Regions from separate parts of the Mus musculus genome. Here all the other regions are linked to region 1. The links are chromatin contacts, called in public Hi-C and HiChIP or PLAC-seq maps. All regions are on one chromosome and are shown on one strand. The core of a region is the stretch at or near the end of the contact, and the rest is flanking DNA. Distances in the headings are between cores, read along the strand shown.

What was found. Hi-C and Micro-C count contacts between places; a contact is called where the count stands out from the background. HiChIP or PLAC-seq counts read pairs in DNA pulled down with a chosen protein or histone mark.
Region 2: an H3K4me3 HiChIP or PLAC-seq map of bone marrow-derived macrophages shows a contact between it and region 1, with 4 times the contacts expected there. The contact joins two enhancer-like sites. A contact is called at or near these places in 1 of 39 promoter capture datasets (macrophages), 1 of 15 datasets of contacts at CTCF or cohesin (the NIH/3T3 cell line), 2 of 484 Hi-C or Micro-C datasets (both in bone marrow-derived macrophages), 3 of 115 datasets of contacts at active chromatin or transcription factors (CD8 T cells, bone marrow-derived macrophages and microglia) and 3 of 9 other capture datasets (adipose tissue, liver and macrophages).
Region 3: an H3K4me3 HiChIP or PLAC-seq map of bone marrow-derived macrophages shows a contact between it and region 1, with 3 times the contacts expected there. The contact joins two enhancer-like sites. A contact is called at or near these places in 1 of 115 datasets of contacts at active chromatin or transcription factors (bone marrow-derived macrophages) and 2 of 9 other capture datasets (adipose tissue and liver).
Region 4: a contact with region 1 is called in a Hi-C map of B cells, with 1.8 times the contacts expected there. The contact joins the promoter of Orm3 here to the enhancer-like site in region 1. A contact is called at or near these places in 8 of 39 promoter capture datasets (the C10 cell line, the HPC-7 cell line, embryonic stem cells and 4 more), 1 of 15 datasets of contacts at CTCF or cohesin (embryonic stem cells), 1 of 484 Hi-C or Micro-C datasets (B cells) and 3 of 9 other capture datasets (embryonic stem cells, liver and macrophages).

The regions. Positions count from the first base shown.
Region 1 is chr4:63,587,850-63,594,179 of GRCm38.p6, forward strand. No RefSeq gene overlaps it. Among named protein-coding and RNA genes, the nearest start is that of Gm11213, 9.7 kb to the right of the region's middle. Within about 2 kb of position 2,777, at least 44 of the 459 cell types and tissues checked have an H3K27ac peak or open chromatin away from gene starts, as enhancers often do. A contact at or near this core is called in B cells, CD8 T cells, bone marrow-derived macrophages and 1 more, where this site is marked.
Region 2 is chr4:63,836,205-63,842,716 of GRCm38.p6, forward strand. Tnfsf8 (tumor necrosis factor (ligand) superfamily, member 8) reads right to left here. Exons shown (of 4, transcript NM_009403.3): 3 at 855-926. Among named protein-coding and RNA genes, the nearest start is that of Tnfsf8, 22 kb to the right of the region's middle. Within about 2 kb of position 4,452, at least 17 of the 459 cell types and tissues checked have an H3K27ac peak or open chromatin away from gene starts, as enhancers often do. A contact at or near this core is called in CD8 T cells and bone marrow-derived macrophages, where this site is marked.
Region 3 is chr4:63,822,196-63,828,396 of GRCm38.p6, forward strand. No RefSeq gene overlaps it. Among named protein-coding and RNA genes, the nearest start is that of Tnfsf8, 36 kb to the right of the region's middle. Within about 2 kb of position 2,221, at least 21 of the 459 cell types and tissues checked have an H3K27ac peak or open chromatin away from gene starts, as enhancers often do. A contact at or near this core is called in bone marrow-derived macrophages, where this site is marked.
Region 4 is chr4:63,352,167-63,358,444 of GRCm38.p6, forward strand. Orm3 (orosomucoid 3) reads left to right here and starts at 3,992. Exons shown (of 6, transcript NM_013623.3): 1 at 3,992-4,147; 2 at 4,405-4,547; 3 at 4,745-4,815; 4 at 5,378-5,485; 5 at 5,623-5,726. The coding sequence starts at 4,034. It also overlaps the pseudogene Gm11212.

The DNA.
Region 1 (6,330 bases), core at 1,527-4,026:
AAGCCTTTGAAAAATGCAAAACTTGATAGAAATAAATATCAAATATAGGCTGAACTGGCTAGTTTTGTGTCAACTTGACACAGCTGGAGTTATCACAGAGAAAGGAGCTTCAGTTGAGGAAATGCCTCCATGAGATCCAACTGTAAGGCATTTTCTCAATTAGTGATCAAGGGGGAAAGGCCCCTTGTGGGTCGGACCATCTCTGGGCTGGTAGTCTTGGATTCTATAAGAGAGCAGGCTGAGCAAGCCAGGGGAAGCAAGCCAGTAAAGAACATCCCTCCATGGCCTCTGCATCAGCTCCTGCTTCCTGACCTGCTTGTGTTCCAGTCCTGACTTTCTTGGTGATGAACAGTATGGAAGTGTAAGCTGAATAAACCCTTTCCTCCCCAATTTGCTTTTTGGTCATGATGTTTGTGCAGGAATAGAAACCTTGTCTAACAAAAGGATGGACCATCTAGAGACTGCCACACCCAGGGATCCATCCCATAATCAGCCTCCAAACGCTGACACCATTGCATACGCCTGCAAGATTTTGCTGAAAGGACCCTGATATAGCTGTCTTTTGTGAGGCTATCATGGTACCTGGCAAATACAGAAATGGATGCTCACAGTCAGCTATTGGGTGGAACACAGGGCCCCCAATGGTGGAGCTAGAGAAAGTACCCAAGGAGCTAAAGGGGTCTGCACACTATAGATGGAACAATAATATGAACTAACCAATACCCCTGGAGCTCGTGTCTCTAGTTGCATATGTAGCAGATGGCCTAGTCGGCCATCACTGGGAAGAGAGGCCCCTTGGTCTTGCAAACTTTATCTGCCTCAGTACAGGGGAACGCCAGGGCCAAGAAGTGGGAGTGGGTGGGTAGGGGAGTGGGTGGGGGAGGGTATGGGGGACTTTTGGGATAGCATTTGAAATGTAAATGAAGAAAATACCTAATTAAAAAAAAGAAACCCTGTCTAAGACATAGGCTATTAGGAAATACCAATCTATAAAAAAAAAAGTGTATAAGACTATTTACAACAGCACTACTCTTATTAGCTAGAGTAAAGCAACCCAGGAGGCAAAGAGACAAAATGTGACATTAGGCATACGTGGAATACTACTGTGCCATCAAAGGAACAAAGGTGATGCATATTACAACATGGCTAAACCTTGCAAATTTGCTACACAACAAAAATACTGTTCACTGCATTATTCCAGACAGAGCATGCAACATGGCTAAACCTTGCAAATTTGCTACACAACAAAAATACTGTTCACTGCATTATTCCAGACGGAGACATCCAGCATGGGGAAATCCAAAGACAGAAAGTGCACTCGTGGTTGTCAGAGGCTGAGAGGGAGAATGGGGAGTGGCCGCTTTATGCTCACACAATGGGCCATTTCAAAATGGTGAGTCTTACAGTATGTGGATTATATGTCAAAAGTTTAAACTATTATTTTAAAATAGTGGCAGGGGAGTAGAGATGGCTGGCTCATGTAATTCTGGATGGCCTCATTATATAGACTAGGCTGGCCTCAAACTCACAGAGATCCACCTGTCTCTGCCTCCCAAGTGCTGGGATTATAGGCCACACCCAGGCTGATTTCTTTTCTGTTGTCTGGCTGTGCCACAGCTCATCCACCCACTTGTTTACTAAAGGACACCCTAGATGCTCATGAGTTTTGATAATTATGAATAAAAGCTATTAGAAATATCCACATAGCTTTTTTACGTTTTGCCTACCAAGAAGTATAGTTTGCTAGAATTATGTGTCTGTCTGTATCTGTCTGTCTGTTCATCCATCTGTCTGTTCATCTATGTATCTATGTATCTATGTATCTATGTATCTATGTATCTATCTATCTATCTGTCTGTCTGTCTGTCTGTCTGTCTGTCTGTCTGTCTGTCTGTTCATCTATCTATCTATCTATCTATCTATCTATCTATCTATCTATCTATCTATCTATCTATCTGTCTGTCTGTTTATCTATCTATCTATCTATCTATCTATCTATCTATCTATCTATCTATCTATCTATCTATCTGTTTTTTTGAGACAAGGTTTCTCTTTGTATCCTTGGCTGTCCTGGAGCGCTCTCTGTAGATCAGGCTGGCCTCAAACTCAGAGATTTGCTTGTCCCTGCCTCCTGAGTGCTAGGATTAAAAGCATGGGCCATCACTGCCCGGCTGGTTGTTGGGTTTTGTACTAAAAGTATACTTAGTTTTGTAAGAAGCGGTTAAGCTGAGTTGTGGGTTTTCTAAGCCACCCTGCATTACTGGTAGCCGTGGCTTAGAGTTCTTGTTCCGCTTCTCTGGCAGCATTGGGTGTTGTGGCTTTCCAAGTCTTGGCCATACTGACAGGTGTGGTGTTCTGGCTTCTTGTTTTAACTTCCATGTTTCCACTGACACAATGTTGAGGCATATATTCATGGGCTTATTTACTACTTGTGTGTCTTTTGGTGGAACGTCTGTGAAGAGCATTGGCTCATCTTAAAATAGGGTTGTTTTCATATTGTTTAATCCTAGTCGTTCTTTATCTACTTTGAGCCTCGGTCCTTTTACTCAGTGTAGTACTTGGAAATATTCTCGCCGAAGTTTGTGGCTCTTACAGCCTCATGGTACAAGCTTGCCACAGGGATTTCTTCATTCTAGGAGTTTCTTTGTTGGTTATTTGGGGTTTTCTGCTTCACCATTCTGGCTATCTGTAAACAAGGATTTATGTCTTCCTGATCTATGTCCCTCTCATTTCCTTTTCTTACAATTTCTCATTTCCTAGTTAGCTAGGAGGGTTCCCAGGATGAAGCTAAAGAGGAGGGAACGTCCTCATTTTGCTTCCTGTTGGGGAACTTTCTGGTTTCTAACTATGGCATAAAGTGTTGTTATATTTTCTCAAATGGTGTAGGTTTTCTACTCACGGTTTACTGAAAAATTTCCTCTTTGTTTCGATTAGCAATTGTTTAGTACAGTTTCAGTTTCAATGTACCTGCGTTCTTACATCTCAGGTGTCACCACTGTGGATATGTAATAGCTGACTGTTTTTTTCCTTGACTACAAGTTTATTTATGACCTCTCAGTTCTTTTCTACCTCTGCATCCTCAGCAGTGTGCTGGCACCATGCTGCGTTGCTTACTGTGACCTTGTGATAAGTTTGGAAATCAGCAAGTGTGGGTCTTCCAACTTTATTTTTCAAAAATTGCACTGGACTTTCTAGATCTTTTGCATTTCCTTTTTTAAAAAAATTAATTTTATTTATATTCCAGTCATTGCCCCCCTTCCCAGTCCCCCCTCCCAGTTCACCTCATTCCCCCTCCCCCTTGCCTCAGAGAGGGTGTTCCCCCATCCCCTTTCCCTGGGGTCTCAAGTATTATGCACAGCTTCTCTCACTGAAGCCAGACCAGGCAGTCCTCTGCTATATATGTGCTGAGGGTCTCCTCCGTTCAGCCCGATCAGCCCGTGTATGCTGCCTGGTTGGTGGCTCTGGGATCACTTTGGGGGTCTGAGTTAGTTGAGATTGCCGGCCTTCCTATGGGGTCACCCTCTCCTTCATCTCCTTCAATCCTTCCTCTAATTCCTCCATAGGGGTCCCTGACTTTAGTCCAATGGCTGGTTGGATGTAAGTATCTGCATCTGTCTTAATCAGCTGCTGGTAGGGCCTCTCAGAGGACAACCATGCTAGGCTCCTGTCTGTGTCCCTGGTTACTACAGACCTCCTGGGAGACAGGCAGGCTGTGAGCATAACAGCTGAATTTTTCAAAGGAAAAAAATATGATTTACTACATCACGTTTGAAGTATTTGGTGTAAGCATCCTTTTGGTCTTATTCATTTTATGTGTAATTTTGAGACACTGCCTCAGTCATTCTTCTTATCACTGTGAGAGGACGCTCATCAGATACAGCTGGATGGTGGAGGGGAGGGGCTTATTTTGGCTCACAATTTAAAGGTACAGTCCTTCCTGGCTGGGAGTGTGTGGGGACATCTCAGAAGCTGGTGTGTGTCACTAGGACTCTGCATGTCTTAGCATCCCAGGAAGCAGAGGGGGATACTGACACTTGTCCAGATTCATTCCCTTTGCCTGCTTGGGATCCTGTGTTGCTGGCACCCATGTTCAGGGTGAAGCTTCCCTCCTTGGTTAACCGTTCCTAGAAAAGGCCTGATGGACACACCCAGAGGTGTGCCTTCTGGGTGAATCTGGTCAAGCTGACAATGAAGATTAATCATCACACAGGATCTCGTAGCATTGCCCAGGCTGGCCTCAAACTTGCAATCCTCCTGCCTCAGTTTCCTGCATACTGGGGTTCCAGTCTTATTCCACAGTGCCTGGTTAAAATGTACCATCTTTTAGTTTTCAATTGGTTTGCCTTTCCTGAGATCAGTCAGTCATCCCCCACCCCAGTTTTGTTTATTTTGGTAATTATCATTTTAGAGCCCTCTGAGAGCCATTTCTTTTAGTGGTCATCTGAGGTCAACAGTATCCCTGGTTGACTGAGGTTTGGCATGTGAGCATGGCACTGTTCCCTGGGCAACCAAAGCCCACGCTGCCCTTCACTCTGCCTATGAGACTGTTCTCGCCAGGGCACAGTTCTCTGTATTTGAGAGCACAGCAGGTATTATTCATTTAGATTTAACCGTGTTCTTTTTATTGCTTTTTATCACCTTTGAAAGTTACTGTTTTTATATTCCTATGCTTGTTTCTGTGTCTCTTTTTCCTCCTGGGACTAACCTTAGACCTTATCTTAGTGCAGAGCAGTGTTTAGCAGCATATTGAGAATTCCCTGGAATAGCCTTCTTTCAGTACAAATCTTACAGTGACATTTTCAGTATTTGCTGAACTGTCTCAACTTTTTTCTTGAAGATATTTTTGTTAAGTAAAGAATTCTTTGCTTTTATTTCATGTTTCTTTTCTTTGTTGTAGTTGTGCATATATATATATGTATATACATTTTATATATGTATATACATATATGTTATATATATTCATTATAATTATTATGTTACACTATATATTATATATATGAGAAATTGCATATATATGGAATTTGTTGCAATGACTTACGGGCTGCAGTCTAACAATGAGCAGCTGTGAATGGGAAGTCCAAGATTCTAGTAGTTGCTCAGTCCCACAAAGCTGGGTGTCTCAGCTGGTCATCTGTGTAAGCTGGAATCCTAAAGACGTAGGCTCCAATGCTAGTGAAGGAATGGATGTGCTGGCCAAGTGAGGGCAAGCAGGTGAAGAAGGAACAACCCCCTCCTTCTCCCGTTGTTTGTATCTAGGCCTCCAGCAGATTAAAGGCATGCCTCAGGATTTGGATTGAAGGCATGTGTCTATCCACATTAAAAGTATCATCCCACCTCAGGATCTGGAACCAAGGCCTGTGTCTTCCAGCCTCAAGATCCAGACCAAAAGCATGCTGTCTTTCTGCCTCAAGATCTGTTTCACAGGTGTTACCCCCCCCCCCCAATTTCTGGATTGTGGTTCATTCCAGATATAGTCAAGTTGACAACTGAGCTGGACATCACGCTTGATTCTAGTCTTGTATTTTTATGTGAACTGCTCTATTTCACCTGGGTTCCAGCCCTTCAGGAATTTTAGATGAAAACGTATGTGTGTGTGTGTGTGTGTGTGTGTGTGTGTGTGTGTGTGTGTGTGTGTATTGAAAGCCAGAACTCCACCAGTCATCGTCATTTACATCACCTACTCTGTGTGTATGTGTGAAAAGTTCTGCTAAGCTTTGCAGTTGAGTGGATTCTACTTAGGGTCTGGCAGGGGCTGCAATGGGAGCAACTCTCTGATCTCTTTAAACAGATGTACAAAACCCCCAACAGCTTTGTACAGAGCTGAGTGAGGAGGTTCGGTCAAGTTTAGGCTGCTTTCCCATAATCAGATAAACCAGGCTTCTCCGGCTTCCATGGATCTTTTTACTGTTATCTGAAAATCCAAAAAATATATAGCACTCACTCTGAGGGCCCCTTGACAGAGTCACAACATGAGCGCCTTTTCACAAGCCTTCTGTGGAGGGGCTTCTCAATTAAAGAAACAAGTTTCTTTGATGTTCAGAGCACCCACTGACTGTTGCAGGAAGCAAGTTGACAGAGTCTGTGGTGTGCTGGGGAAAGGAGGAAGACTGGCCTGGAAAATGGTACAGAATGCCTCTTTCCACTGGTTTGGTGAATCCAGGGCATCTATCATGAGAGCTGTAGAGGAAGAGGAAGCTGGCCCTCACTGAGGCCCAGAGGAGTGACTATATATCATAGCCAACTGCTAGTTCCCCCACAGGCCATGCACCCATGGCTTCCATTCCCTGGTATGTCTTCTAAATATCCCCTACATCCCTGCTTGTTTTGGAT
Region 2 (6,512 bases), core at 3,202-5,701, 250 kb after region 1:
CTCTTCCATGGCTCATTCTTTCAAGTTCTAAGTGCCTCTTACTGTTTCATTTACAAAAGACTCTTCCCTGAAGCACACTGCAATATGCAAACAGGCCCTGCACCAAGAAGCCCATTAAGCTGTCAATCTGGGGACCAGGCAATTTTGTAGTTCCCCTGTGAATACCTTCATAGAGGTAGAGATGGAGTCGTTCTTTCTTTGCATTCGGGAAAAGACTGCATTTGGCCCAAACTAATAAGTCCATGCATGGTAGTGGGGGTAGTAGAGGAAGGAGGACATGATGCAGTCAAGGGACAAAAATGTCTTTAAAGTACAGATAGGAAACCTAGAGGAGTGAATGAAGTGTTTCCCAGCAGCCGAGGGAGCTTGTGAACACCTGCCCACCTGTCCATAGCTGCTTCCAATGTGGGCCCTAATGCAGCTCCCTCAAAGCTCATGGTTTTTATTTTTTTAACCGTGCCATTTCTTTCTTTTTTTAATTATTTTCTTCATTTACATTTCAAATGTTATCCCGAAAGTCCCCTATACCCTCCCCCTGCCCTGCTCCCCAACCCACCCACTCCCTTTTCCTGGCCCCGGCATTCCCCTGTACTGGGGCATATGATAACCGTGCCATTTCTAACCAACTTCTTTTTCCCCTATCAAATGGGGGTTGAGAGAAGAGCCTTGTAGCTTTGGAAAAAAAAAAACTCTCATCTTCCTCTAAGACATTGAAATTCAATTTATAAAAAGTATGATGTTGGCTAAGAACACATTTACATGTCACTTTCAACTAGAGGACTCTACTCTGGATTGGAAGTCGGCATAGGACATCATCCTCATGAGGATATCATTCTCTAGCTTTGGCTACTGACCTTGGAGGTAGGCCCATGACTTCTTGGATGGAGTACTTTTCAGGGTACAGAAGAGATCCTCTGAGCAATTTCCTAAAAGAAGATCAGGTATGCGTTGTCGTTTGCTTCTTTGGGGACTGTAAACAACTACATCTTTTTCCGTGACCCACTGAGATGAAATTTACTCGTCTGTTCCTGTTTGTGAGGTTAAATTAAGCACAAACACCACACACACACACACACACACACACACACACACACACACACACACACACCACTGATGATGATGATGATGACGACGACAACAACAACAACAACAACAACAATCACAACAACAATCCCTCAAACTTGTTTTCAAATCTTGCTGTTAAACAGCCTAGGATTTTCACAGTTTTAGTTTCCTTCTGCTAGGACTGTTAGAGAATACTACAGAAGATAAATATCATCTAGTGTGGGACACCGTTCTAGAGAGTTCTCATGAAAGGTTTTATTGAACACCACCCATAGGTCAAATGAGATTGAGCCTCCCATGTCCTTCAGCCTGAACACCAGTCTCTCCAACAGCAACACTGATGCAGGTTTTTCTACCCAGCATCTTCTGCTTGGCAGAAACTAGCCTCTGCTTTTACCAGCATCAGCTAACCTGGTTCTCAGAGTAACCCAGGGCCAACTTTTATGTCTGAAGACACTCAAGGGCATACTCAGGGTTGAGTGAGCACATGGGAATGTGAGGATGCCCTACATCTGCCTCATCTAGACTGCAAAGATAAAAACATCCCCTTCAAATTTTAAGAGGACAAAACATTGATGACATCTTAGCAGGAAGCCTCCCATCTGGAGCTTCTTTAATAGAGACAAACATGCTATTTGTGTCATTATAGCATTAGAGAAATAAAAATATGTTTAATATCATCACTGATGATGATCACTCTTTCTTATTATAACAAGCTATTTTGTATGCAAAGAACCAAATTATACATTTCCTGCAGTGACTCAAATTCAATGTATTTGGAGCAGATCTCCTCTTCTTTGGGCCTTGGTTCCCCCTATCTGGAGAACTGGAAACTCTCCAATCTGACATTGACATATTTTGATGATGTCACCAGAGATGACCACTCAGTCCATCCTTCAGAAACTAACAGTTTTAAACTCATACAATAGGAGCCACGCCCTGCCGAGCTTACATACTGTCTCTGAGTAGTATGTCCTGAGCTCCCAGTTACTTTCTTTTTCCTCCACATTTTTTAATTAGATATTTACTTCATTTACATTTCAAATGCTATCCCAAAAGTCCCCTATACCCTTCCCCCACCCTGTTCCCTCACCCAATCACTCCCACTTCTTGGCCCTGGCATTCCCCTGACTGGGACATATAAAGTTTGATAGACCAAGGGGCCTCTCTTCCTAATGATGGCCAACTAGGCCATCTTCTGATACATATGCAGCTAGAGACACAAGATCTGGGGGTACTGACTAGTTCATATTTTTGTCCCACCTATAGGGTTGCAGACCCCTTCAGCTCTTGGATACTTTCTCTAGCTCCTATATTGGAGGCCTGTGTTCTATCCTATAGATGACTGTGAACATCCACTTCTATATTTGCCAGGCACTGGCAAGGTCTCACAGGAGACAGCTATATCAGGGTCCCTTCAGCAAAATCTTGCTGGCGTATGCAATAATGTCTGTGTTTGGTAGCTGATTATGGGATGGGGCCCCTGGGTGAGGCAGTCTCTGGATGGTCCTTCCTTTCGTCTTAGCTCCAAACTTTGTCTCTGCAACTCCTTCCATGAATATTTTATTCCCTATTCTAGGGAGGAATGAAGTATCCATGCGTTGGTCTTCCTCCTTGATAGGTTTCTAGGCTAATATCCACTAATCAGTGAGTGCATATCAAGTTACTTCTTTTGTGATTGGGTTACCTCACTCAGGATGATATCCTCCAGATACATCCATTTGCCCAAGAATTTCATAAATTCATTTTTTAATAGCTAAGTACTACTCCATTGTCTAAATGTACCACATTTTCTGTATCCATTCCTCTGTTGAGGGACATCTGGGTTCTTTCCAGCTTCTGGCTATTATAAATAAGGCTGCTATGAACATAGTGGAGCATGTGTCCTTCTTACCGGTTGGAACATCTTCTGGGTATATGTCAAGGGGAGGTATTGCTGGATCTACCAGTAGTACTATGTCCAGTTTTCTGAGGAACTGCCAGACTGATTTCCAGAGTGGTTGTACCAGCTTGCAATCCCACCAACAATGGAGGAGTGTTCCTCTTTCTCCACATCCTCACCAGCATCTGCTGTCACCTGAAATTTCGATCCTAGCCATTCTGACTGGTGTGAGGTAGAATCTCAGGGTTGTTTTGATTTGCATTTCCCTGATAATTAAGGATGCTGAACATTTTTAAAGTGCTTCACAGCCCTTTGGTATTCCTCAGTTGAGAATTCTTTGTTCAGCTCTGAGCCCCATTTTATAATGGGATTATTTGAATCTCTGGAGTTCAGCTTCTTGAGCTCTTTGTATATATTGGATATTAGTCCCCTATCAGATTTAGGATTGGTAAAAATTCTTTTCCAATCTGTTGGTGGCCTTTTTGTCTTATTGACAGTATCTTTTGCCCTACAGAAGCTTTGCAATTTTATGAGGTCCCATTTGTCGATTCTTGATCTTACAGCACAGACCATTGCTGTTCTGTTTAGGAATTTTTTCCCCTGAGCCCATATCTTTAAGGGTTTTCCCCACTTTCTCCTCTATAAATTTCAGTGTCTGTGGTTTTATGTGGAGTTCTTTGATCCACTTAGACTTGAGCTTTGTACAAGGAGATAAGAATGGATTAATTCTCATCCTTCTACATGATAACAACCAGTTGTGCCAGCACCAATTGTTGAAAATGCTGTCTTTTTTCCACTGGATGGTTTTAGCTCCCTTGTCAAAGATCAAGTGACCATAGGTGTGTGGGTTCATTTCTGGGTCTTCAATTCTATTCCATTGATCTACCTACCTGTCTGTCGCTGTACCAGTACCATGCAGGAAACACCAATTACTTTTCTTTGATTTCTCTTAACATCAAAGGACTCAATTACCCAATAAAAAGATATAGACTAACAAACTGGCTACACAAACAGGACCCAACATTTTGCTGCTTACAGGAAACCCACCTCGGGGATAAAGACAGACACTACCTCAGAGTAAAAGGCTGGAAAGCAATTTTCAAGCAAATGGTCTGAAGAAACAAGCTGGAGTAGCCATTCTAATATCAAATAAAATTGACTTCCAACTCAAAGTTATCTAAAAAGACAAGAAGGGGCACTTCATACTCATCAAAGGTAAAAATCTACCAAAAGTTCATCTACAAAATGAACTCTCAATTCTAAATATCTATGCTCCAAACGCAAGGGCAGCCACATTCATTAAAGAAACTTTAGTAAAGCTCAAAGCACACATTGCACCTCACACAATAATAGTGGGAGACTTCAACACCCGACTCACCAACGGACAGATCCTGGAAACAGAAACTAAACAGAGACACATGGGTACTACCAGTTACTTCCTTTATCTTATTGTCCAGATTCATTCGAGAAAGACCCTGGGGCCCCGAGAACAGCTAGAAGCTGAGTGAAGGGTTCCCTCTGCTGTCTGAGCAAGCTCACTACTAGAGGAACCCCCAGCAGAAGTAGGGGCAGTATTCATCTCTAGCTGTTCTGGACTCACACGGGGCTTCTGGCCCATCAAAGGCTGAAGGCCAGCTTCCACTCTCTAGATCTTAGCCCATAATTATCATCTAAGCAGTGTTCTTGTGAGGCTTGTTGCTGCCCTGCACATACTCGTGGATGTGTATAACCAGAAATTTGATCCCAAAGTGTAATAGTCTAAGGAAGTGTGACTGTTGTCCAATCTCATCTTTGGGACTGTAGAACATCAACCAAAAGAAACCAGAGAGATGCAAATCGGACTCTCTTTGCTGTGAATCACTTTCTAATTTATGTTCCCTACAGCTCTGATGGGCTTTTGACTCCTCCCAATCTCTCCAGTATCAGCCCATACCCTCCCTCATTTTATTCTGTGTCTTAATAGTAATAAATGTCATCACCACTACCACCATCATAACTAATGTTGACTATTTCTGTAATGTTTTACTGAGCATGCTACAGCCATGATTTCATTTTTACATTTTTTTACAAGCATCCCATAAGAGATTTAATTTTTACAATCATCCCATGAGAGATAGTTTACAGTTATCTCTGTTATTTACATTAGAAACTATAGGTTTTAAAAGTTTAACTGGAGGGTGGGCAAAGATGGAGCAGAGACTGAAGAAATGGCCAAACAATAACGGCCCAACTTGAGACCTATCCCTTGGGTAAACACTAATCTCTGACACTATTACGGATGCCATGTTGTGCTTGCAGACAGGAGTCTAGCATAACTGTCCTCTGAGATGCTCTACCCGGCAGCTGACTGAAACAGATGCAGATGCCGTATGAAGTATGAAGCAGAGGACTGCTTTGTATTGCCTCAGCAGGAGAGGATGTGCATAATTAATCCTGCAGGGACTTGATATTCCAGGGTGGGAGGGGATATATGGGTGAGGAGTGGGGGAGCATCCTCCTAGAGGAGAAGGGGAGGGGAAATGGGAAGAAGGACTCTGTGAGGGAGGAATGGGATGAGGGTGCAGCAGTTGGAATATAAATAAATAAATAGATGAATAAGAAAGGGTTAACTGGCTTGTTCTCAGCCACACATCTAGTTGCTAGTAGGGTGGAGATCAAAACTCAGTCAGTGTGACTCTAATGCCCAAACGGATTTCCCCCCACTCTACACAAGTTTGGAGACGTGCAGCTCCAGTACACAACTACATGGATATGCTTCCACCTGCATACCTCTGGTTCCTGTCAAGTGGAATGCCCTGCCTCTATCAAGCCAGTTGTCCTTTAAAACACATCCTGGCAGAGACTACTGTTTAGTCTCTCCTACTGATCAGCCAAGAAGATGCATTTGCTGAGTGGAGTCAACTAGACCATCTCTCTTATTTCCTTCTGTAGCTCTGGCTGGACCAGTGCTAAGGGCATCAGTGTAGTGAGAAGGAGTGCTTGCTTTTTCCCCTGGCAGGGAGAATATTGGCCTGACTCTCACAGATTCTAAGTTAGGTGGAAAAGTAGGATTCATGCCCTGGATCAAAGCCAGGATGTCACATCAAAAACAGGCTCTATCTCTCTAGTCCTAAGGTCCCTCTGTATCAGGTGGCTTGTGGTGATATCTGCCAGAGCTGAGCATCTACAGATGGTGGCAGAAGTACAAGCCCAGGCTTGTCTCTCACACATGCAGGCGTTTTTTTCTTCTGTTTTTCCCCTTTGGTCTTCATGTGTACAGTGGGGTGACCTCAGCTGTAATTCTGAGAAACCCAATGATGGAAAAAGTCTACCTTATTTTGAAGCATTTGCATTTCCTGAAGTCAAATGGCAGGCATACTGTAGTTTTTCTTCAAGAATTGATTAGATAGTTTCATGCTTAAGACTAAGCACAGGCTTCTCCTTCTAAGAATGCCATTGCTGGAGTTGGTTCAAGGAGGGGCTGGGTATTGAGAGATTGACACTGTTGAGCTGGAAGAAGACCTTGGAGAAGGGTGCCATCTCTGTTACTTCACTTTTGGAGGTGTCAGCAAAAGAAGAGTGAAGG
Region 3 (6,201 bases), core at 971-3,470, 230 kb after region 1:
AAAAAAAAAAAAAAAAAAAAAAAAAAAAAAAAAAAGAAAGAAAGAAAAAAAAAGCAATAATTTTCTTAAAGCATTGCCTTCGTTATAACTTCTTTGGAGAGACTTTTATTAAAATCTATTATTTAAAAAAAACTTTATGAGATGAAGTATGTTCATGTGGCTCAATGAGCCTTCAAACTCTCCTTCTGCCTCGCTCTTCCCCCTCCACCCAATGTGCTATTCTAGCACTTCTTTCTCTCCCTTTCTTTCCCCACCCTCTTCCTTTCCTTCCTTGCTTCTCTCTCTCACACTTTCCCTCTCTCCTTCCTTGCCTCTTACTCTTTCAATTCCTTCATATTTTTAGAGTGAATATAACCAAGTCCATAGAAGGTCTAAAAATTTCCCCCAACACTAACAGACACAATTGTGAAAAACTCTGATACAGTCCTTATCACAGCAGGCAGTCTTGAGGGCTGCAGGGAGTAGTGATAGGATACACTTCTCTCTGTGGGCAAATTTTTAATGTGTGTGAGTGTGCACTGCGCATATATCTGAACATACAAGGCACCAGCAATACCAGCCAGGGCTGCAGCATGCTTTCTTTAAAGGGTCAACTGTCAGCTTTGCAGGCATGCGGGAGCTCTTGCATTCTGGGATAGCCACTTCCCTCACCACAACTGCCCCAAATCAGGCATGGATTCTGAATGATGAAGGATAAAGTTGTGCTCCTTCAACACTTTATGGTCAGCCATTTGGCAGAGGCTGCCTCTTGCTGACTCCCGAATACAGTGTAGTACTGAGTACAATAAAAATCAATGCCAGGGTCTCCCAGTCTTTATCAATGGACAGTGTTGCTTAGTTCTCTCATCTGTCATTTGAAATAATGGTCTTGTAAACCCAAAAGTGCTACGCAGGCATCTTAGATGGCATTTGCTCCATCTTCCATTTACTGAAGAAATATACATCAGACACCCACTGTGTGCCAAGAGCTTTCCTGGGATCACAATGATGGTAGATGCAGATGAATCACATACAATTTGGAAAAAGTACTAATACCGGAGTGCTGGATGATTGTGAGGTTGGGCTCACAGCACAAGATGACAGCCTGGAGGTGGGGGTGGGGTTTTACCCAAGATACAGGCGCTCATGAAGGGAAGTGGTTTGTCCTGGGCAGGAAATGAGTACACACGTTGGGATGGGGGTGGCCAAACTTCTTCCCCTGTCTGGAACCCAGAAAAGTTGTGCCAAGACTCCGAATTACAGAAAGAGCTGTATGATTCTGTATGGGGGTGTGAGCTATTTCCTGGCCATACTGGGTTTGACTTAGGGTGAATGGTATTATTGAATTCATACTTTTCCACTCCCAAGTGTCAGTGGCAAAGAGAACAGGTACCCCATTTGTGGAGAAACCAGAATCAAGACTCAAGGTTCTGCAGAGGCTTAAATGAGCAAGTCCTTTTCTGTAGCCCAGAATAGAGTGTGAATGGGAGGAGGATCAGGCCAGAATAACTAGAAGGAGGGATGGTTTTACTTTGTACACACGGGAGGGAATGCATTCTGCATTTGGATATTGTTCTCAGAGAACAAGGTCAGACACATAGGGTGCAGAGAGTGAATGACTCTGGTGGTGAGACCATTAAGTCTCATGGTCTAACTTAGCCTGATAGTGGCTCCTGAGAAATAAGATCTGATATGGAATTTTGTGAAAAAGGTCAAGTTAACTAAGCTGAAAGGGTAGAGGTGGGGCAAAATCCTTATGGATGACGCTTGCACAAAGGCAAGTGGCCTCCTGGCTGCTCACCACTCTCTGACGATAGATGAGACTCGGGAGCCAGATGGTGAATGTTTACAACTGGTTCTTCAGCTAAGAAGCTGCTTACTCTTGGACAAGCTTTTGCATTTCTTTGAACCTCTGTTTCTCCAATAATCTCATGTGATTATTGGGAGCATGAAATGGCCTACAGTGTCTGGAAGGTTTAGCGTACTGCCTGGATTCAATAAGCGTCAGCAATCGTGCTTACGTGCTATAGAATGGATTAAGTCAATACATCATGAATGACATCAGAGGAACCTGGAAAGATCACAGTTGAGCTCTGTGTCTTTGTGAACATGCATCAGCAGCAGGAACAGAGTTTCCTTCAGCATTTGGCTGTTGGTTTCTTAGCTGCAACTGTCTATCCTGGGATGGGATGGGCATTTTTTTTTTCCTGTTTACTCCAGAGCTTCTGCTGACTCTATGTGGACAGCTAGTAAAAGGAAACCAGAGAGTCAGAAAAGGGCAGAGTCAGAAGGTCACCACAGTTATGTCATCTGTGGTCTAAGCCATGAGAATGGAATAGTGAATTACTTAGGCTGGGTTCTCTTGGAGGAGGACTGACCTTCAGCTTCGTGTGCCCCGAGATACATTCGTCAATAACTCAAGCTGGTCATTCCCTCATTCTACTGATGGTGCAATTCTATTTCCAAGTTCTGTTTGTGCCAGACACCTTGGTTCGTGCTGCTTCAGAGATGAATTTCTGCTTCATTTCTATGTGGACAAGGGGCTTATCTGCAGCGGCGGGTCTGGGGCTGCCTCAGCGTAGACTTAAGGAGAGGGTCCTTGGTGTTCTGCCTCTGTGGAAGCCTGACCCTAAGGAGTTCTCCATTTTGTAGGGATTGTAGATATACTCACCCTTTGAGTGTTTGCTTCATGGAGGTCTTTGCTGAGTGAGCCAATGGCTGTTTTCTCCTGATGCAGAAGGAAACACCTTTGTGCATAATGAACCTTTATTTCTTTCAAACCTGCATTGATTCGTTATCTCCTTCTCTGCTCTCCACAAGCCAAGGTCTTTTAGAGAAAGTGTCCACAATAAAATACCCCCAGCTGCATACTTTTCAAACTTAGTACGTATCCTGACTTGGTGGCGTTGGAAAGGATTCTTCTCATTTTAAAGCAGAGGAACAAAGAGTCCAAGAGACTTGCTGAGGTCAGAAGGTTAGCAATTTCTTTTACGAGGACTTAACACTCAAGCATGCTGATGCTGTAGTGACTGTCTCTTCCCATTGTTAATCTCTACATGTTTTCTCTCCTTTCTTTACTACAGGGAAGGGACAATCCTCACCAGAGCATCTTGATGGTGTCCAAAGCTTTCACCACAATGGGCATACTCTTATCCCAGCCCGCAGCTCTTTCCCAAGAGTCCCACGGAGAGAGTGAGCAAAAGGGCAAAGTTTAAAAATGGATGATAATTTCCAATGAATGAAAGCATTGTGTTTATATACTGATGCGTTCTCTAATGTGTAGGCTGTCACATTTGCCTAGATGCAGGAAGGGAAAGGATATGCTACTTCCAAAGGTAGACAGAGCTGGAGGAATGGGGGATAGAGTAGACTCTAAGCCATCATCTTTACTAGAGAAGCCAGTGTTCTCTAGATAGAGTGGTACCTTGGGATATTTCTTTAACAAGATCCTTAACAAAAATCCATGTCCTGTTCCATATCTGTAAGAGATGCTCCTTTTTCTCCAAGTTGCTGGGTGATGCCAACATCAGGACGTAATTTGAATGTTGAAAATTTAAACAATTAACTTTAAAAGCTTTGCTCATTTATTTTAGCATGCATTTAAATTTTTTATCCAAAAATACTTTTATTTATCCTTACCAATTGTACACTCAGATACAATGTACCTTGCTTGCATCATACTCTATTCACCTTCATCTCCTGTTCACTGAGCTCAGTTAGTGTATCCTGCAGGTGCACTGGGAAATCTGTGCATGTGTGGGGGTCCAGTAGCTGCACCCACAAAAGAAAAAGGCACGCCTCAGCTATCAATTGCCAATAGCCCCTCAGCTATGGGCAGAGCCTCATGAAACCCTCCCCTAACAATACTGAATAAGCACACATTTTGACTTTTTATTTAAGTCAAAGTGATTTCATAAATCAGGGTGATTCCCAGGAAGATACCATCTGATTCTTTAAATGATGCCAAGGATTATTTTATGTTTTTATTTTTTAAGTTTATTTTTTATTATTAGATACTGTCTATATTAACATTTCAAATGTTATCCCCTTTCCTCATCTCCCCTCCAAAAACCCCCTATCCCATCCTCTCTCCCCCTGCTCACCAACCCACCCACTCTCACTTACCTGTTCTGGGATTCCCCTACACTGGGGCCTTCACAGGACCAAGGACATCTCTTCTCAATGATGTCCCACAAGGCTATCCTCTGCTACATATGGGGCTGGAACCTTGAGTCCCTCCGTGTGTACTCTTTGGTTGGTGGTTTAGTCCCTGGGAGCTCTGGGGGTACTGGTTGGTTCATATTGTTGTTCCTTCTGTGAGGTTGCAAACTCCATCAGCTCCTTGGGTCCATTCTCTAGCTCCTCCATTGAGGACCCTGTGCTCAGTCCAGTGATTGCCTTAATCATCATCTCACCAAACAAGAGAGAGAAAGGAGAGTCCCAAGCTCTTTGGGTGTGATGAAGAGATGCAGGAAGCCTGCCTGTCTCTGTACATTCCTGCTGCTGAAGCAGAGCTCCACTCCCCTCTCCCAACAGGAAGAGTCCAACCTGGGACCAGAATATTGCAATCTCCCTTTTCATGGTGGCACTCCTTAATGACTCCCCTCCCTTTCAGAGGAGTGGCAGATACTAGCTTTGGGAATACTTATCCCAACTTCCGTATCTCTGAGGCTGGGATCCTCCCTGGTAGATAACTAGCACTTCCCAGTGTTAATGGCTCCCGTCCTTGAGAAAAATGAACCAAGCATCCTTGCAAAGATCAGTACTCCACTTTTTGTCCAGGAGAGAAGGGCAATTAGGTATTCCCAGACAGCTGTGGCCAGTTGTAAAAACTAGTTCCTGATAGCCCTCAGGTCAGAGGAGTCCTCTCCCAGCTGCACAATTCTGCCTTGCTGTCTGAACAAACAGTATTGAGTTTGAGGGATGGTTTTTCTTGTCACCTCCCCATCATGTAACCCCAAAGCTGAGGATCCCTGCTTATGCATAAAAACTTCCAGCCCCTAGCTAGACTCCAGTATCGCATTCTTAACCTGTGGGGAAGGTTTGCTATCTAGGTCTGATTCAAATAAAGGCTCTTTTGTTATATTACAGTGGGTTGGCAATTCTTAGAGTTCTTCTGTGGCACCCAAGAGGCCCTGGCATAACAATATCCCATTGCATCCAGTTAGTGCCACTCAAGTGTATATGGGCATGAGACCATATACTGAAGTATGGGTAACCTATTAGTGGCTATGCCCTCAAAGAAAAATGACTCTTCTTTCCCTATCAAGTGACAATAGGTCCTGAGGTAGAAGGAAGGATTAGTGAGCCCCTCCTCCATCCATGTTGGACTTTTGACTGGCTTGATCTTGTGCAGGTAACCACAGTTACTGAGGTCATAAGCACAACAGCCATGCCATATCCAGAAGCTAACATTTTATAGAACGCTATAAAATAGCATTCTCCCTGTCCTTTAGCTCTTTTTTTTCCCGCCCCCCCCCCTTTTGTTAAGTACTGGGGGAGAGTTTATAGTGCTCTCATTTAGGGTTAAGTCCTCATAATCACTTATTTTCAGACCAGTAATGACTGCTGGCCACTGCAAAAACCACTTTCTCTGACCAGTGTTGAGTGTAGTACCGACCTTTGGGCATAACATAAATATTTAAAAGGCAGTTTGAGAAGCTGGCTAAAGTAGTTTGCTCCAGCAAAATAACAATAGTCTGATCCTCCCTAGGGACAGTGATCTTCCCGGCCATGCACTTCTGGCTATGTTTACAACATCAGATATGACTTCCATCCTGTGGAGCAAAACCCAAACTAAATCAGAAAACAGTTTGTTATCCCTGTAACTCATTCCATCCGTGGACATCTTAGCTGGGAGTGGTATTGTAGCTTACAGAACCCATTCTAGATAAGATCATTGATGTCTTCTCTCTTCCAGTGGCAAGTATGGTACTATGAAAGGGAGGTTCCTGGTTAATTTGAGATTGAGTTCTCTGCAAAGTGTGTGGTGTCTTCATTAATAGGGCCTTATCATCTAGTTATGATGGAAGCCTAGACAACAGATTGCATTGTTTTAGAGATCTGTGGGGCCTCCCTGACCAATAGGTCATAGAGAGATATCCTATGTCTGGCCCTGAGATTTTTATTTAATAACTCATGTCTTCTAGGAGCAGAATTCCCCACCTTTGTTTAATAGCCTTTAAAAACGTATTTTGTAATTGACTTACAAATATGGGGCAG
Region 4 (6,278 bases), core at 2,742-5,241, 230 kb before region 1:
CTGCCAAACACATGGGCATGGATAAATCAAAAATCATATTTTTCGACTGGAAAAAGGTAAATGAGGAGGCTGTACGATACCACCCCAGCAGTGATCCCAGTGTCAGTGACCCTAGAGGCTCAGAGAGGGCAAGCTTCTGGTTAAGGCAGCTCAGCGAGGCAGGTATCTTGCTGTTAAGAACTCTCCTGCCTACTGTGACAGCTGAGATCACAGAGATCCTAGATGGGCAGTGAGCCTGAAGAAGGTGAGGTTAAGTAGGAGGTCCTGGAAAGCTTGTGGAGGATAAGAGGAAGACCAGGAGGGGTCAATGAGGGAACAGCCGGTGCCAGGGTCCCAGGTTTGTCCCTGCCCTTCATATTCACTCCCTATCCAAGCAGGAGTTTTGATTGACTTCTTCCATGCTACGCCAACTCCAGCAAGCCCGATGGCTTTGATAGGCAGGGTTGACCCACACTGAGACTCCTTGATGTCCGGTCTACACTCGTGCTGAGGGAAAGGCCACATCAGTTTCGTTTTTCACCCAGGCGAAGCCATGGGATCAAACAGTCACCTTGCATGTAGTTCAAGATACTCAATGCTTTTGTAACTTCATTCTCTGGTCACCTGAGCCTTTCCTTGCATCGCCAACCCCCAGATTCCCATGGGGAGGGGCCTGTATACAGACACTGCCATTGAGCCATTTCACAGCATGACTTCCTCACCCCCCAACCAGTGGGGCCAGTAGACTCACCCTGCACCTGTGGACACAAGTGTTCCGAAAATGCCTCCCGTTTGCGGTATTCTGTTCGCATTCAATGGGGTGAATAAACCGAAGCTCAGAGATGAGGAACAACTTACCCTAGACTAGTGGTTCTCAAGGGTGGGTCTCAACCTGTATGTCAGATGTCCTGCAAGTCATATACTTACGATTTATAACAGTAGCCAAACCACAGTTATGAAGTAGCAATGAAAACATGATTGGGGGTCACCACAACACAAAAAACATGTAAAGTTTCACATTATTAGAAAGGCTAGGAGAACCACTGTTCTGCCACTGCAGGGGGCCATGGTAGATCTAAGGCATAGCTGGTTGACACTACCGTGCCATTGTGGCCAACAACTGTGTTTACCCCCCACACTCATTTTAAAATATGTGTATTCATTGCTGGTGTGTGTGAATGTGTGTATGTGTGAGAGTGTGTGTATATGTGCATGTTTCTGAGTGTGTATGTGTGTGCATGTGTGTGTGTGCATGTGTCTGTGCATTTTGTGAGTGTCTATGTGTACATGTGTTGCAAGGTGTGCTTGTGTGTGAGTGTATGTGCACAAACTTACCATAAGACATGTGTGGATGTCAAAGGACAGCTGTGGGCTATGTCCTCTTCTACCATTCTATCATGGGCTCTGGTTAAGGCTGGTTGAACTTCAAGCTGCCACTCAGGCTTACCTACCTTGCCAAGATTATTGTTTGGCCTATTTGTTCTATTTTGATTTGTTATTGCATCTAACCTTGCAGCCCAGGCTACCATGCTGCAACTCATAGCAATCCTCCAGCCTCAGTATTCCTGAACCCAGTCATGTGCCACCACCCACTCTGCTCTCCTCCCTGATATCATCTAGAATAGATGCAGTCAGTAGAAGAAGAAGCAGCTTGAGCTGGAGAAGGAGACCAAGAAAGATCCTGAGGAAGGCCAGGCATGAACTCAGCTCTCTGAACTCCGAGGGCTCCTCAGGCTCACCAAACCCCACCCCTCCTGTGCACTTTGATTCTGTCTCTGCCACAATAAAGGTTTGCTGACACAGTCAATATCATTTCTTTGCTTCTTTCCTTTTTCTCCTTCCCTCCCTCCCTTCGTGGAGAATCCTGAGTTGAGCCTTAGCTAAGTCCAATAAACCCTGCCCAGGGAATCTAAGAGGGCTTCCTGGAAGTGGCATCTGAGTCAGGCTAGAAGGAACTGACAGAACCTGATGCTCTTCCTAGAATCCCCTAATACTTTAGGGCACAGTGTGGGAGGGGAACGAAGGTGTACAGTTCCTGTCACAGGGCCTTCACTTCAGAGGGGCCACTCTAATCACTGAAAGGGAAGTGACTAGAAGGGAGGAAGGTTCATGTCCATGCTAACAGGGTCACAGTATAAAAAGCCAAAGCTAGGCGACATGGTAGACTTAGGCCTAGATTAGACAGTCTGAATGTCCCCACGAAGACTCCTCAGGGTGCCAATGGGGGACACTGTGAGATGACACTGCTTCCCTAGAGGCCAGCTGACATCGATTGCACCATTGTGACCTGAGTTCCTGAGGCACAGTCCACTCGGTGGCAAAGACAGGGTCTGAGATCATCTTTACACTTGACTTGATTGGCAGTCGCCTAGGGGATGTACTCCATGTGTGTCTGTGAGGACATTTCCAGAGAGCCGCCACCCTGACTGTAGGCAGCACCATTCCTCGGGCTGGGATCCCCCACTTAACCAAAAGCAGAAAACAAGCTGAGCATCCACAGATCATCTCTGCCTGCTAAGCTTATGGCTGTCCCGACTGGATGCAGTGTGACATGGTAGACTGTGTCCCTCCTCACCTCTGATCTCCCCATTGTTAGCTTCTTGTCACTTATTTTGTTACAGAACCTGGAAAGACACCTGATGCAGCGCCCTGCTCTGGCTGTCAATGCACTGGGGCAGAGTGAGTCACAGTCGCTGCAACAAGCATGCCCAGAGTCAAGCTAGCCACAAGCATAGGGTGCCATGGAAGTCTCTGCAAGGAGACTCTGGCCTGGGGCTTTGTCACACACTTCCTGCTGAGTGTCTCCCACTGTTTCTGGCCTGGGAATTCACACAGGCCTTGCTCATCTGGCCTCTGCAGGCAAAGGACAGGAGAAGCAGGGGAGACAGATGTGAGCAGAAGCCTAGGCAGACTCTGGAATGATATGCAGCAAGTACCCTGGGGGAGACCTTAGCTGGGTGTCCACTTCCCTGCCTGCACCCTCGCCTTAGAAACCCCAGGCTCTGGATACACAGCACAGCCACAGGTAGTTTTGAAGATTTCTTTTCCCTATCTTAAGTTTATTGTTTTTCTTCATTTGGCTGTATAACAAAAAGAGATTTTTAAATTTGCTAGTGGGTGCAAGTGTGTGAGTGTGTGTGTGTGTGTTTCTGTCTGTATGTGTGTGTGTGTGTGAGAGAGAGAGAGAGAGGGAGGGAGTGAAATAGATCACGACACTGTGAGCATGTTCTAACACGTTTGCTGCTATTGATGTTTTGAAGCAGCTCACTGTAATCTCAAGCTCCCAGCAATGACTCTGTGCCTCAGCAGGAGTCACCAGGCCTGTCCCTGCAATTCTTCTAGAGAGTGTTCATTATGTAGACAGAGATCAGGCTATATCTATCAGGGAGGAAGTAGAACCAGATATTGACTGGATGCTGGGCACAGACACTGGATTGGGCACACACTGTCCTAGGCAGATCCTTTCCTGCTGTAGATACTGGGAGCTTTGCTGAACTAGATGTTCAAGTCAGAATCAACCCTTTTTGGGCATTTGGCTGCCTCTAGGCTGGGAAGGGGTCCTCAGGAACATCACACTCCTTTGGAAACTAATCCATCTTTGTCCTTGGGCCTTAACTTGAGCCCCTAAGTGTCTTCTATGTTCACTATGAACTTGACCTGGGACCCCTTCTTATCATGCTTGGGGGCGGGTTGATGTATGTGTAGGTTTCACTCCTGCTAGGCAGCTTCATGGGATAAGAGAGGGGTGGGACCACTGTCTGGGACCTAAGTATCATCAGGCTAGCCCTGTACCCACCTTGATCATGAATCAGCCACTCTGGTGTAGGGCAGGAGCCTGTGTCACAGCCAGCTGGCTGAGAGAGCTGCACAAAGCTGGCTTGAGGGAACATTTTGCACAAGACATTTATCAAGTGCTGGTGAGTTTGTGGCACTCACTGCTCTACAGCCCCTGGCTGCAGTCCCATGCCCTCCCCACATCCTGTTATAAAAGCCACTGCACCCTCCAGCCACCAGTTATCTCTTCCCAGCTCTGGTGCCTCTGAGTATCCTCAGCATGGAACTACACACGGTTCTCATCATGTTGAGCCTCCTGCCACTGTTGGAAGCTCAGAACCCAGAGCATGCCATCAACATAGGCGACCCTATCACCAATGAGACCCTGAGCTGGGTAAGTGTCTGCCCGGGGCCTGGACCTGTTCACTGTAGGATTCTACTCTTTCCTCTGGGCTTTCCCTTCCCTGGTGTCTGTGTTCAGCTCTGGGCTCCTGGTACTGCCCTTCCCACTTGTGTATACCCTGGTGGCATCCCCCTGTCTCCAAAGGCAGAATCATCACTCTGAGCCATAGCTTGCCTGCCCCTCATCGTGGATGAATGCCAAGGTCCTCACTACAAGGCCTGCTCATCTGTGTGCCTGCTTCTCCCCAGCTATCTGGCAAATGGTTTCTCATTGCTGTGGCTGACTCAGACCCTGATTATAGGCAGGAAATTCAAAAGGTACAGACTATATTTTTTTACCTTACCCTAAACTTGATAAATGACACGATGGAGCTTCGAGAGTATCACACCAAGTGAGTCCTTGTAACAGCCAGCCCACCCTGGCCCTGGCTTCCACTCCCAGATTCCTAGAGACCTGAGCAAACTGGCTCTGCCTGGCCTCCCCACCCACTTTCAGAAATGGGGACAGCTGTCTTGCCTCTTGCCCCCTTCCTACCCTGGGCTAGTCAGATCACCTCTCCATCAGTTGTCCTCTCTCTTTGCTTTTTAGAGATGACCACTGTGTCTATAACTCCAACCTTCTGGGATTCCAGAGAGAGAATGGGACCCTCTTCAAGTATGGTGAAGGTGTGAACTCACTGCTTTCTGGGAGGGTATTGCCAGTTCTGAGGGGACAGCAGAACAGGGCAGTTTGGTCTGTGAAGTCACTCTCTGGGGCTTGTAAGTGGACGTAGATTTCAAACTGGAGTCCAGCTGCCAGGCCTGACTTGTTTTGATCATTCTTTATGACCCTTCGTGACCTCAGAGTGGAAAGCCATGGGTTGGGAAACCAGTGACTTTAGCCACACCCCCAGGTCACCAGGGACAGCATGGAGGAGAACAACCCAATGCTGGTGGGCCAGATCAGACACTGGTTAGCTTTTAATTGTCCCTAAGCAGATGTTTTGATGTTTAAGGGGAAGTGTTAACTATGCCCCACCACCACACCACCAAGGGCCCTTTCCAAGGCCCCAGCTCTTCCATACCTATGAAGAATGAGAAGTGAGGCTTGCATCCAGCAGAGGCTGAGCACATGGCAGCCTCAGGGAGCCCCAGGCACTTGCCCATAGCTATGTGCTTCCTTCCCTTGGGGATGTGAACCACAGCATCATTCTAGTGACTCACAAAGACCTTCCTCCAACAGAAGGAGAAGTAGAAACCCTTCTCCACCTGAGAGTGCTAGAGAAACATGGGGCCATCATGCTTTTCTTTGACCTGAAGGATGAGAAGAAACGGGGACTGTCCCTGAGCGGTAGGGTCCTCTCATCCCTGGTCCCCAGCTCAACTGGGCCTTACTCTTGGTCACCCACCCACATCCCACATCCCTACCTGGCCTCCCATCTACTGGACCCATAGCCAGCATAACTTTGGATCCCTTCTCCCATGCAGCTAGAAGGCCAGATATCCCCCCGGAGCTGCGGGAAGTATTTCAGAAGGCTGTCACACACGTGGGCATGGATGAATCAGAAATCATATTTGTCGACTGGAAAAAGGTAAATGAGGAGGCTGTACGATACCACCCCAGCAGTGCTCCCAGTGTCAGTGACCCTAGAGGCTCAGAGAGGGCAAGCTTCTGGTTAAGGCAGCTCAGCGAGGCAGGTATCTTGTTAACTCTCCTGCCTCCTGTGAGAGCTGAGAGTCACAGAGATCCTAGATGGGCAGTGAGCCTGAAGAAGGTGAGGTTAAGTAGGAGATTCTAGAAAGCTTGTGGAGGATAAGAGGAAGACCAGGAGGGGTCACTGAGGGAACAGCCGGTGCCAGGATCCCAGGTTTCTTCCTGTCCTTCATATTCACTACCTTTTCAAGCAGGAGTTTTGATTGACATCTTCCATGTCACCCCAACTCCAGCAAGCCCGATGGCTTTGATAGGCAGGGTTGACCCACACTGAGACTCCTTGATGTCCGGTCTACACTTGTGCTGAGGGAGAGGCGACATCAGTTTTGTTTTTCACCCAGGCGAAGCCATGGGATCAAACAGTCACCTTGCATGTAGTTTAAGATACTCAATGCTTTTGTAACTTCATTCTCTGGTCACCTGAGCCTTT